Linked DNA regions of Rattus norvegicus: region 1 is linked to region 2. A link is a contact called in public Hi-C data. All regions are on one chromosome and are shown on one strand. Each heading gives the region's core, a stretch centred on a gene start, on an enhancer-like site or on the middle of the called end of the contact. The rest is flanking DNA. Distances are from core to core; before and after follow the strand shown. Region 1 has its middle 110 kb from the start of Dclk1. Region 2 holds the start of Rfxap (regulatory factor X-associated protein).

What was found. A called contact is a pair of places that touch in the nucleus more often than the background predicts.
Region 1: a Hi-C map of the A7r5 cell line shows a contact between it and region 2, with 8 times the contacts expected there. The contact joins the enhancer-like site here to the promoter of Rfxap in region 2. A contact is called at or near these places in 6 of 12 Hi-C or Micro-C datasets (the A7r5 cell line, Schwann cells, frontal cortex and 3 more).

The regions. Positions count from the first base shown.
Region 1 is chr2:141,674,086-141,679,844 of GRCr8, reverse strand. It overlaps a transcript of Dclk1 not described here. Among named protein-coding and RNA genes, the nearest start is that of Dclk1, 110 kb to the left of the region's middle. Within about 2 kb of position 3,499, at least 31 of the 93 cell types and tissues checked have an H3K27ac peak or open chromatin away from gene starts, as enhancers often do. A contact at or near this core is called in the A7r5 cell line and Schwann cells, where this site is marked.
Region 2 is chr2:141,159,292-141,165,079 of GRCr8, reverse strand. Rfxap (regulatory factor X-associated protein) reads left to right here and starts at 2,683. Exons shown (of 3, transcript NM_001044263.1): 1 at 2,683-3,249; 2 at 5,000-5,107. The coding sequence starts at 2,854.

The DNA of each region.
Region 1 (5,759 bases), core at 2,250-4,749, 510 kb before region 2:
CCTACAGAGTTGCTGCCTAGATGTCCCACTTTCCCAGGACAATCCTAGATCTGCCCCAGACAGCAGTCATTCTGGTGTATACTAGAAGATTAAAAGGATATATTATTCTCCCACGTTGGAGGCCATTCTCTTGCTTTGACACTATTTTTGTGAATAAGATTTCCTTAACCAAACAGATTTCTAACATTTTGCCCAAAAGAATAAAAGTTAATTTCACACATATTTTTAAGATCTAAATTTTACTTTATTTTTACTATCTCATATTACTCTAACACACTGCTGGGATTTTTATGTAGGTCCCCAACTTTTCTGAAATTTGAGCGGAGGGAAAGTTGGTGTGGGGAAGCAGAAGGCATAGCCCCAGTTCAGGGTCCTTGATGTTAGTCCAGAGTCGGTCCACATTGGACAGTAGGAGAGGAGGAACTCGGGCAGCCTGGGACCAGCTAAGGGCGGGGGAGCAGCATTGAAGGAAAATGGCTTCCGAGTAAGAAAGACAAGCCGCATGCAGTCAGACAGCACATGTATTAAGTGAGAGTGGATTCCCATGATCACACCACATTCAGCCTGGAAGAGGTGAGTCACAGGTCATAGGTCAGACCACCAAGCAGAGCTGTCTAACCGACTGCCTGCCTGTTAACCCAACACCCTTCCTATAATTCCCACCAGGGCACAAAAGAATGGCTGGGTTCAATGGAACTGAGAAAGGAGGATGAAAAAGAAGTTTCTTGAGGAAAACTGGTCCATGTGATGCTCAGGGCAGCTCCTGGAAGCAGAGAAGGATTAAGCAGATCAAGGAGCCAGAATGAAGGCAACGCGTGGGACCCAAAGGCTGCCGAAGCGACCCTGGGGAGATTTCATCCTGGTCCTCAGGGCCACTTGGCACAAAGATAAGAACCATGTGACAAACACCCCTGCTGCCCACTAGTGCTGACTGGAAGCTTCGTAGAAAAGCTGACTTCTGTCTGATGCAGCCCTTCCCAGCATGCACTCCTGTGTGCCCGGGGCATCTCCTTTTCCAACTGCAGACTTAAAATCCTCCACTGTGGAGTGGTGACCACTGACTCCGAGGTTCGCCTCTTTCCACTCCACAGCATCTCCACCCACTCCTGTCCTGTGGCTCTCCTAAGCACGCCCCAAACTGATTCCAAGAGATCACTGTTTTAACAAGTTGGCATCTCCTGCAGCAGCAGTGCTCTGTGAGTGACCCTCCCATTCCTTCAACTACTTTGAGGTTGGAAGCTAGGCATGACTGGACACTTCACCTGTAACACCTTCAGGTACCTCAGGTGGGCAGGGCTGAGATGCTCATCAGTAGAAACCCTGTGTGCTAAGAGGCAAAGCCGCAGAAGCAACCTGGAGGTTTAAGCCTCATGGACTCTGGATTTTATTATTGAGGGAAATAAATTGGAAACATTCAACAACCTCACCAGATATTGCAAAATGGTCAAAATAACATGCTGTATTTGGGGTATGTGTGCATTCAAGTTGTGTCAGCCATTCCTCAGTAGGCCCTAAGAAACCAAGCAGAGAGCTGTGAACGTCACAAACGCTATAGGTGACGCTCCTCAGAGAGTGCACATGCAGATCCAGATGCAGTTGACACCACGATCAACTCAAAGTCTTCTTATCTGAGCCTCTTTCCTGGGAGTGGTAAGAGGGACAGGCGGGCCAACCACCTGGCGATTGCCCCAAATAAGGGAGACCCAACCACCTTTCATCCTGAGCCTCATCTGATCAGTTCTGCCAACATTTGCTTTGACTGGTCTGACCCACTGGGTACCCTTACTAGGATTGTTCAAGGAGACTGAGGACCAGGGATGACTGGGTCTAGCATATTCCAGTTCAGCAATGTCATCTGAGTCAGCAGAGACTAAGGTTGTGATAAATAAGCCCAGGGACACTTGCATTCTCAAGAGATGCCATTCTAGATAGCACCCCAAAGGTGTACCGGTGGTAGAAAGACATTGAATTCTGTCCTGTGGGTGAATTCAAGGTGGGAAGAGGCCGTCCTGTCACAGTGCTTCGTGAGAGAATGGTCCTGCTCTCTGGCAGGCAGTGTACACTGACACCTCAAGCACAAGCCATGTTCAGATGCGTATATTACAGGAACCAGGACGGCCATTTGTCCCCCAAAGGAGGTCTTAATGGCTCATTACCACTGCTCTATTATAAATTGGCATCAATTCCAAACATATCTGTGAACTTCCATTAGTAATGTGTGTTAAAACCACACTCTGAAGAACTGATTTCTTTTGGGGGTGGGGGTGCAACTTACACTGTCCTTTCCCATATAATAAGTCAGCCTGTGTGTGTGGTGGTTTGAAGATGTTTGTCCCAGGGAGTGAGTGGCACTATTAGGAGGTGTACTCTTGGAGGAACTGTGCCCCTGTGGGAGGTAGACTTTAAAATCCTCCTCCTAGATTCCTGGAAGCCAATCTCTCCTGGTTGCCTTCAGAAAAAAGTAGTAGAACTCTCTCAGCTCCTTCTCCAACACCATGCCTGCCTGGATGCTGCCATGTTTCCCACCTTGATGATAATGGACGGAACCTCTGAACCTGTAAGCCAGCCCCAGTTAAATGTTGTCTTTATAAGAGTTACTTTGGTCATGGTGTCTGCTCACAGCAATGGAAACCCTAGCTAAAACAATGTGTGATGATTTTATTATGCATTGGATTTCGCTATTAATCCTTAATATTAGATTATAACCAAGGGGGGAAAGGTACACAGTAGAATGCTTTCCCATTTTAATAACAAAATAGAAAATGTAAATGCTTGGGAAGAAACAACATGCAATACCACAGTTGTCCACAGGGTGACAGAAGAACTCCAGAAAAGTCAAGCTAGCTTGCCTTGCAGCAATTCCACTGAATTCTACACACACCCCACCTTTTATAAACTCCATTTCATAAAGAAATACTGCAGAAATGACACTGGTCATCAGAACCGCGTGGCTGTGTTCTAAAGCGTTATGAAATAAGCTTAAGTCTTAAGAACTTAAAATCTAACCCGAGTAAGAACACCCTGTGTGCCCTGTCCCCGACTGCGAAGCCCCACCCATTCGTTGCCTCCTCTGGTTCTCTGGTCCTCAGAAAAACTCTCTTTTTAAGTGGAGACTATATGTGTTGTTTTAAAGACAAGGAACGCGAGCACCCCACCCCCACCCCCGAGTTTACTCACTAGCCAACCTGTCCCCGATCTCTCAATGAAGCCTGGCAAAGGGGGCTCAAAATGTCAGACCATGGCAGAGGTCGTGGGCCAATGGCTGTAAAGTGGTCCCAAATGGCTTCCCAAGCAACCATAGAGTGATAGATAATGGAGCCCTGATACAGAGATGTCAGCCAGCCCGTCCCGTTCAGGGGGTCAGGACCAGGACAGGCAGAAAGCAAGCGGGCAGAAAGGTTGAGAGGCAAAGAGCATCTGTAAGGTGCAGTCCTCAGGTCTGTGCTGCCCTGCTTCATCCGAGGCCCTGCCTCTCTCTGCTTTCCGACTCTGGTGCCAAAGTAGTGACTCACAGCGATCTTAGCCCAAAGGGAATGAACTGGATACTTCTTTCTTTGAAAAAGATGCTGAGTCGGCTCCCCCGTCAAGTGGTGTTGATTCATGGGTAACAAATCCTGGTGGCTGCAGGCCAGCCCTGGTCATTTACCTCATTCAAGTCTGGGAAGCTGGAGTGTAGCAAGCATTCTCAATGCGTTACCCTGTGGTAAGTCCTCAAAGTGATCTTTGTCTCTGCAGAGGGGACCACATGCAGGCCGCTGCGTCCTTCTTGCAGTAAATAGCAAGGATTCTCTGCACAGCAGTGGCACTGAGCCTGCTGGATCCCAGCACACTGGCCTTTTAACCTCAAGCAAAGAATGTCCCAACCTAAAGTCTGCCATCAGAGACATAATGGAATCTCCTAGCCTGGGGTCAGTTGGAAAAACCGTTTATTTTTATAGTATGGTAAAAGCCAGCACATAAAAGTTACCATGGTGAATATTTTTATTACTTACTTTTTTATGTGGCTACCTCCACTGTATCTCTTCATCTTTTGAAACTGAAATTAGCTTTCAACTACATCCTCATCCTTTTCCTCCTCTGACCTTGGCAAAGGCAGGCTACATTCTCTCTCTATGACTTTGAATGCTCCAAGCATCTCATAAACAAAATCATACAGTATTGGTCTCCCCCCACAATATCCTCATGATTCATTCGGTTGTAACCTGTGATGAAATTTTATGTTATCTTATTATTATCTTGTGATTGGTAAGCTTTCCTAGGGGTGGCAATTCCATCCTTGCCACATAAACACAGCCCGGCCTTCCACCATCACCTCCAGCAGGGCTGTTGTTTGTTACCCGTGAAGAACCCACACAGACACATCACTACCACACGTTGTCACACGATCCGTGGCTTCTACTGGGTTTAGTATTGTATGTTCTGTGGCTCTGAATAAGGTTGGACACGCACCCACTCTTAGAGTGCAATGCAGAATAAGCTCGCTGCCTCAAGAAAGTATCTCTTTATTTTTGTTTTCTGCACATGCTTGCTTGCCTGTATGTATGTATATACATGTACCACATATCTGCAGTGCCCATGGAGGTCAGAAGACTGAGTCAGATATCCAGAAACTAGAGTTCTGCAAGGACCAAGGACAGCCAAACACAGGCTGCACCTAGTGGGCATTTTGTAGTCCTTTATGAGCAGAGTTCAGATGAAGGATTCTGCATTCAAGAAGAAACGAGGGACTGTAAAAGACAGCACTGGCTCCAGCCATCTGGTTTGCTTCCCCTCCTCTATGGAGGGAACACTGTCCTACATCCTTGGGCCTTGTTTATAAAAGGGCAGATACCAGTCACCAATCGCCACTATTAGGACAAGCTGCTCAGGGTGAAAACTGCGTGTGCGTGGCCGGGTGTCACTAGTGCTGGCTGGAACCAGGGAGCCACCACCATTTGTGACTCCAGAGCAAACTTGGGAGTTTCCTTTTGTCCACGGCCCTCAGAGTGGTGCCTGACTTTTAGCTCAGAAACATCTTGAGCCATCAAGGAGTGTGACAAAGGACAGCGGTGACTGCAATGGGTCAGCGTCCTCTCACGGCCTCTGAAAGATGTTGGCAGCCGAAACTGGGCCGTCGCTTAGTCATCCCTTCAGACCAGATGACGTGGCTGTGAGACAGCTCTGGGTGGTCTTCATCCTGGGATAGAGCTGAACAGAGCCCAGGAGATGATTAACAGCTAAGACCTAAGCATCCTGAGGCAGATGGGAGTCAGTTTGTCTCTTCTCCAGCCACAGTGCTGAGGGGAGGAGACGGCACACTATTAACCCCAGAATTCCAGAAAATTAGCAACTCCAACCACCTCTGCTTTCTAAGTCTGCTTTCTTTGTCATCTGTGTTCTGCCACCATAAACCTTTCAAGCCCCGGGGGCAATGTTTGGCAGAGAGGAGGGGTTTTTGTTGTGTTTGTCTTTTCTCATTTCTATTCACAGTTCTGTTCTTCCATTTTCTAGAATTCTCATGATCCAGCTCTTCCTCTCCTCATTCCTCCCTCCCCAGACTTCTCTAACATTTAAGCTTTGCCTTCCTCTCCTACCTCCCCCAGTCCCTGCCCGCTTTGGTTTTTACAGCTGCAACACACACACACACACACACACACACACACACACACACACACACCCTACACCAGGAGGTCTCCAGTGGCAGCACCCTGGTCCCAGAAGCACCATAATCCTGTCTCTGCAGTGCCTCTTGTCACCATGGAAACAGGCATTCACAGGCA
Region 2 (5,788 bases), core at 1,434-3,933:
TTGGTAGCAGAATATTAAAACCCTAGCACAAGAAACAGACATCTTACTCAACTTCAAGGAGCATTTATTTCAATTTCGTATTACAGAAAACATAAAATTCCTGTTCTCAAACTGTGTATCTGTTTCTGGTGACATTTTCTCTTTAATTATGCTATTCGTGGTATGAAGAGCTCTAACTAAATCTACCCAAAAACTTGTACTGCAAAGATAGCATTTATGTGCTTTTAAATTCTGGAAGTATGTATGAACCAAGGAATTGTGGGGGCTTCAGGAGGAAAGGTAACTTGTGCTATTATTATGTTTTGTTCTTTGGGGGATTATTTTTTATTGTTTGTTTTGAGACAGGGCTCAGAGGGGCCTTGAACTTACAACTTTCTCACCTCACCCCTATCCTCACGCTAAGATCACAAGCTCATCCCACCTGGCCAAGTGTTAAGGTCTTGGTTAATACTGTCGTGATTAACCAAAATTTTTTACCATTCTCTTAAGTTGTATTTTTCTGGATCGCAAAGTTCAAGGCCAGCACAGATTCAAAGCACAGATTAATAAATTTATAGCACAGATTCAAAGTTCAAAGCACAGATTAATAAATTTATAGAATGTAAACTGTGCGTGACATAGGGAACTTCAAAAATAAAGCTTCGAAGACCCAAAGGATAGTATTTTCTTGAAATTTTTTTTACCTTTGTATCATTACAAATTTTAAAAACCTTAAGGCAAACCATTGTGAGTTTGAGATAGTCTACCTATATTCATTCAGACTTTAGGGAAAAGCCTAGAGACAATGTATGCCAACTTCATCTCTCCTGAGAAACCGAGCTCAGATTCCTGGGTGTTGTCTGCTACATCGATAAAAAGATCCACAAAAGGCAACTTTCCAGAGACTGGGAGTAGGGTAATGGTTTCCTGGGGCTGGGAGTTGGAGCAGGGACTGCTTTAGAAGAGACAAGGACGCTATAGTGAATGGTATATGCTTTAAGGCTAGTAGTCTAGCTTCAGTGGTAGAACCTGCCAAGCACTCACAAAGCCAGGACTGGATCTCCACTACGGAAAACCAAGGAACCAAAATGTCTTATAAGATTGGTTGTATACCTTTATAAATGGACTGATTCTTTACAATGTATACTTACACTAAGTAAAATTTATGGCTTTGCAAATGAAACTTTAAAAAAACAACAGCTTGGGACTAGAAAGATGGCTCAGTGGTTAAGAGTACTGGTTGCTCTTCCAGAGGTCCTGAGTTCAACACCCAGCAACAACATGGTGGCTCACCACCATCTGTAATGGGCTCTGATGCCCTCTTCTGGTGTTTCTGAAGACAGTGACAGTGTACTCATACATTAATAATAATAATAATAATAATAATAATAATAATAATAATAATAAAGCTTCAAACAAAACTGACAACTAAGACTGAGTTTAAAAGAATAAAAAATACTCAATTCAATATGTTTTTATAATATGAGCATATTTTTGTACACTGGTTCATTCTTGAATAAAGTTCATTTCAGCTTTATAGATTTTAAAAAGAAGACTTAAATTAAACCCCTATTTATAAAAATCAACACAGAATGAATTGAAGACTGAAATATAAGGCCTAAAACTGTGAACCACTAGAAATAAAAATAGGGCAGATGAATGGGCAAAGATCTATTTGTATAAGACACCTCTAAAACATAGGAAGTGGGGCGAAAAAAAACACAAATTGATGGGTATCAAACTAAAAAGCTGTGGCTCAGTAAAAGACCTGAGAATAGGCAATCTCTAGAACGGGAGAAAATATTTGCAAACTACATTTGATGAGTAGTTAGCATCAGAATTATTTAAAGAATTCAAACAAATACAATAAAAATAAGTAAAAAAAATAATAAATACCTAAGAACCCTATTGAAATGGGCGATATAGTTAGTTCACAAAGAAAAGCATACAAAGGCCAACAGGTGTATGGAATGTACATCACTAATCCTAATGTGCAAATCCAAACTACAGTGTTATTCCATCCCAGATGAAACAGTTATTACCGTAAGATATCAAGCCCTGGTGGGGATACGGAGGAAAGGGACCTCTTGTACATTGCTAGTGTGAACGCCAACCTATGCACCCACTATGGAAGTCAGTGGGAAGCTTATGCGGGAAATAAAAACAGAACTGTCATGTAAGCCAACGATCCCATTGTTGGGAATGTCAGAAAAGGCATGCCTGGGTAAGAAAGCTAGCTGAAAGCATGTTCTCACCCGGCTTGACTGGGATGCATGAGTCAAATAAACCATTTCCTCCTTAAGTTGTTTCAAACTCCTCTCAGAAACCTTCCTAATTGACCCAGAGACATTGCAGAAGAGACGTGCTTTGAACCCTTTAGGGAGGGTGGGTTTAGGCAGAAAGTGCCTTCTGGCGGTGCCCAGGTCTCTTTGACAAGCTTCCTGAGTCTCCAGCTCTCCGAAATCGCTCGCCGGCGAGAAGACAGCTGCGCAGGCGCAATCGTTGCTGCTGTCTGTTGTTCCTCCCAGCCTGGAAGCTAGCGGGGTCCTTGGTCTGCCAGCGTTCAGCAATCGTTTGCGGAAAGCCGCGGCGCAGGCGCATTCGGTTCTGTCCTGCACCTGCTCAGCACCGCCCCCCAGCTCTGAAGCGCAGGCGCTCAGACCGCTGTTGCGCACGCGCAGTGCAGTGCGGGCTGCTCGGGTCCCCGGACGTACGGCGGATCGCTTGTGAAGTCCCGTTGTGTTTTTCAAGTGCTGACGGGCCGCGGTGGCGGACCCTGGCTCTGGCGGCATCACGGAGGCGCAAGCTGTGTCCGAGGGCTCCAGGCCGGGCACCACCAGTCCCCGGACGGCCCCTCCCGTGACGGTGCTGGTGATGCGACAGGACGAGGCCGCGGCGGACAGCGCTCTGAGGCCAGGTCTAGCGGGGAGCGAGGCGGCGGCGGACGCCGAGGATGAGGCGGGGGAGGACGACGCCGACCTCCTGGACACATCGGACCCGGCGGGCGGCGGCGAGAGTGCGGCCAGCCCCGAGGAGCTGGAGGACGAGGATGCCGAGGGTGGCGGCGCGGCGCGCAGACGAGGCTCGAAGACCTGCACCTACGAGGGCTGCCGCGAGACCACCAGCCAGGTGGCCAAGCAGCGTAAGCCCTGGATGTGTAAGAAGCACCGCAACAAGATGTACAAGGACAAGTACAAGAAGAAGAAGAGCGACCAGGCACAGGGCTCTGGTGGCCCCGCCGCGGCCAGCACAGGCAATGTCAAACTGGAGGTATGCTCCTCGGGCCCCGGGGCCAGGGGAGGTGGGTGCCACTCCACTGTACACACTCAGGGTCCCCCCGCAAGGGGCTGGGCTCATCCTCTCATTGCCATTGAGCAGACAGTGAGAGCCCCACCCGACACTGGCACTTTGGAGGTGATCTGCACCTCTTGTCAGTAAACCCTTCCCCTTCTCCACCCTGTGGCTTCCTACATACCCTATTTTTAGTTTTCTGTAACTTTTTGACCTTTGTTTTTTGTTGTTTTGGGGGGATTGTTTGTTTGTTTTTCTTAAACCCCGTGGCTCCGAAGAAAAGTTGGATTGGCAGTGGGGTAGTAACTCACAGAGCACTTTGGCGTTACTTGATCCAAGTCAAGCATGGGAAGATAGAAGCCAGTGTGCTTTGCAGTTGGGATTCTGCTGCTGGCTGTGTGGACTTAGGTCCGTTTTCATCTCGCTTAAATCGCCTCCCTCATCTTTTGGCCTTAAAATAAGGCCCAGTTAGTGTTTCTTCGGATTTATTTTGGCTAGATGGAAATTATAATTGGTGTGCATTTCAGCTCAAACCCAGCAAAGTCGGCCTAAATATTAGAGCTGTTTAAAAAACAAAACCAGATCCGTAAAAAGTAGGCAGCCTCCTTACCACAGAAGTTCCTTTTGAAGTTCAGACTGGATAACTATTGCTACGGTAAGTGTCTTTGAGTTTTGTGGTGCTAACATCCTACCTACACAGTGCAAGGCCTGGAGTTGTGAAGACACAGGGTTCTCTACAGTCAAGTCAACTCTAGCATTCCGTGTATTGTGTACGTAAAGGAAACAGTGCTATAAATAAGGATAACTGGGGAGAGTTAGAAGAAGAAATTGTCTTTGCTTTTGTGATATTTGAATTCTCTTTTAGAGTTTTTAATATTTTGAGACCTAAAACATGAATGTATGGAAACGTTTTTATAACAAAAGTTTGCTAAGCATCTCACGATAAAGGGGGGAAGAGGCTATTTTAATAAACTCAAAAACCAGTAGATAAAAGGGACAAGACCAATATAATAAAATAATAATATTAATAATTTCATATAGGCATGGCCTCATGATAAAGCATTTTAAGTACAGCCCATTCTTTTTCTTTGCATGGCAAGGTCCTAGGTTCAGCCCTTAGCCAGTCTCTCCTAGTTTTCTTTGTCAGAGCGTGGTTTTATTAGGGGCACAACGTTTCCCCTAACTTGAGCAACATTGTAATGGGATTCAGTCTCAGGGAAAGGTTGCTATTGCAGAACTTGCTATGTGCTCTGTAGCGGTGACCTCATAGCTGTGATCCCTGGCCCCTTCCATCCAGCTTACTCTGAAAGCTGTTTGCTTCTGTAAGCAATATTTTACTGCCACTCTCTTCTTGTGGGTATGAATCCAGTACCTCATTAGCAGTAGATTGCCTCTGAGTAATTTATTTTGTCCCAAAGTGAGCAGAAGTGTGGACAAAGATTGTTCTGTCTGAGGAGATTTCGGTGTCACTTGTCATTCTTCAGGGAACAGCCCTCGGGGAACTAACTTCCCCTCTGCCCAGTAGCTTCAATTTGAGACTTTAAAAGCCTGCAGGGAGGAGGAGTTTACTGAGAATTAACTGCCAGCACCTGTGACTTACCCAGAGGCTTTTCTAAAGTTCCACAGACACTGAACAAAAAGGACAAAGATAAGAGAGATGCTCATTTCACTGAAATACCTGCAGTTGTGGATTACAATACTGTACTAACCGTTCTGTCATTGATCCCAGGAAAGCACAGAAAACATACTCTCCATTGTCAAACAGAGAACGGGATCTTTTGGGGATCGCCCTGCAAGACCTACTCTATTAGAGCAAGTGTTAAATCAGAAAAGACTGGTAAGTGCAGATCCCTTTAGTGAAAACGGCTTGTTTTCAATGGGACTGTTTTTCCTTTTAAGACGTTAGAAGTAGTTGACTGGCCATCAGAACTGCACAGTGCCTTGTCACTGGACACGGTGACCTCCCCTCCCCTTCCAGGACTGCAGTGGAAGGAACACCTTTAGCCCTGTTTTCCTCACTGACTAACCTTTGATTGAGAAAGATGAGATTTTAAAACAGACTCTAAGTATATAGAGTAGTACTGTAAAGGCACTGAGATAGAATTACTAATATTTAATAAGAGTCTCTGATATACAACTGATGGAAATTACCAGAAGTCAATCAGGAAAGGGGCGGTTGTTTGATAAGATATTGGAATATTTCGAAAGTAATTTGAAGGAGAGACTTTAACTCATGATATACTTTCGACATAAGTTTTTGGTAGAATATTAGACTTTTTTTTTAGACATTTTTTAAGAAAATGAATTTAGATTTTTATCTCAAACTTCTACAGTGAGGTTTTATAATACTAAAGAATCACAAAGAAAAGATTTTAAACTTGACAATATAAAAATGTAGACAAAGGCAGTACTAATTTTAAACTGCTACATGACATAGGAAAAATATGCACATCAGGTATAACCGACTGTCAGCATGGTTGATGCTTTCTTATAGAAACATCCCAACACTTGAAAGAAT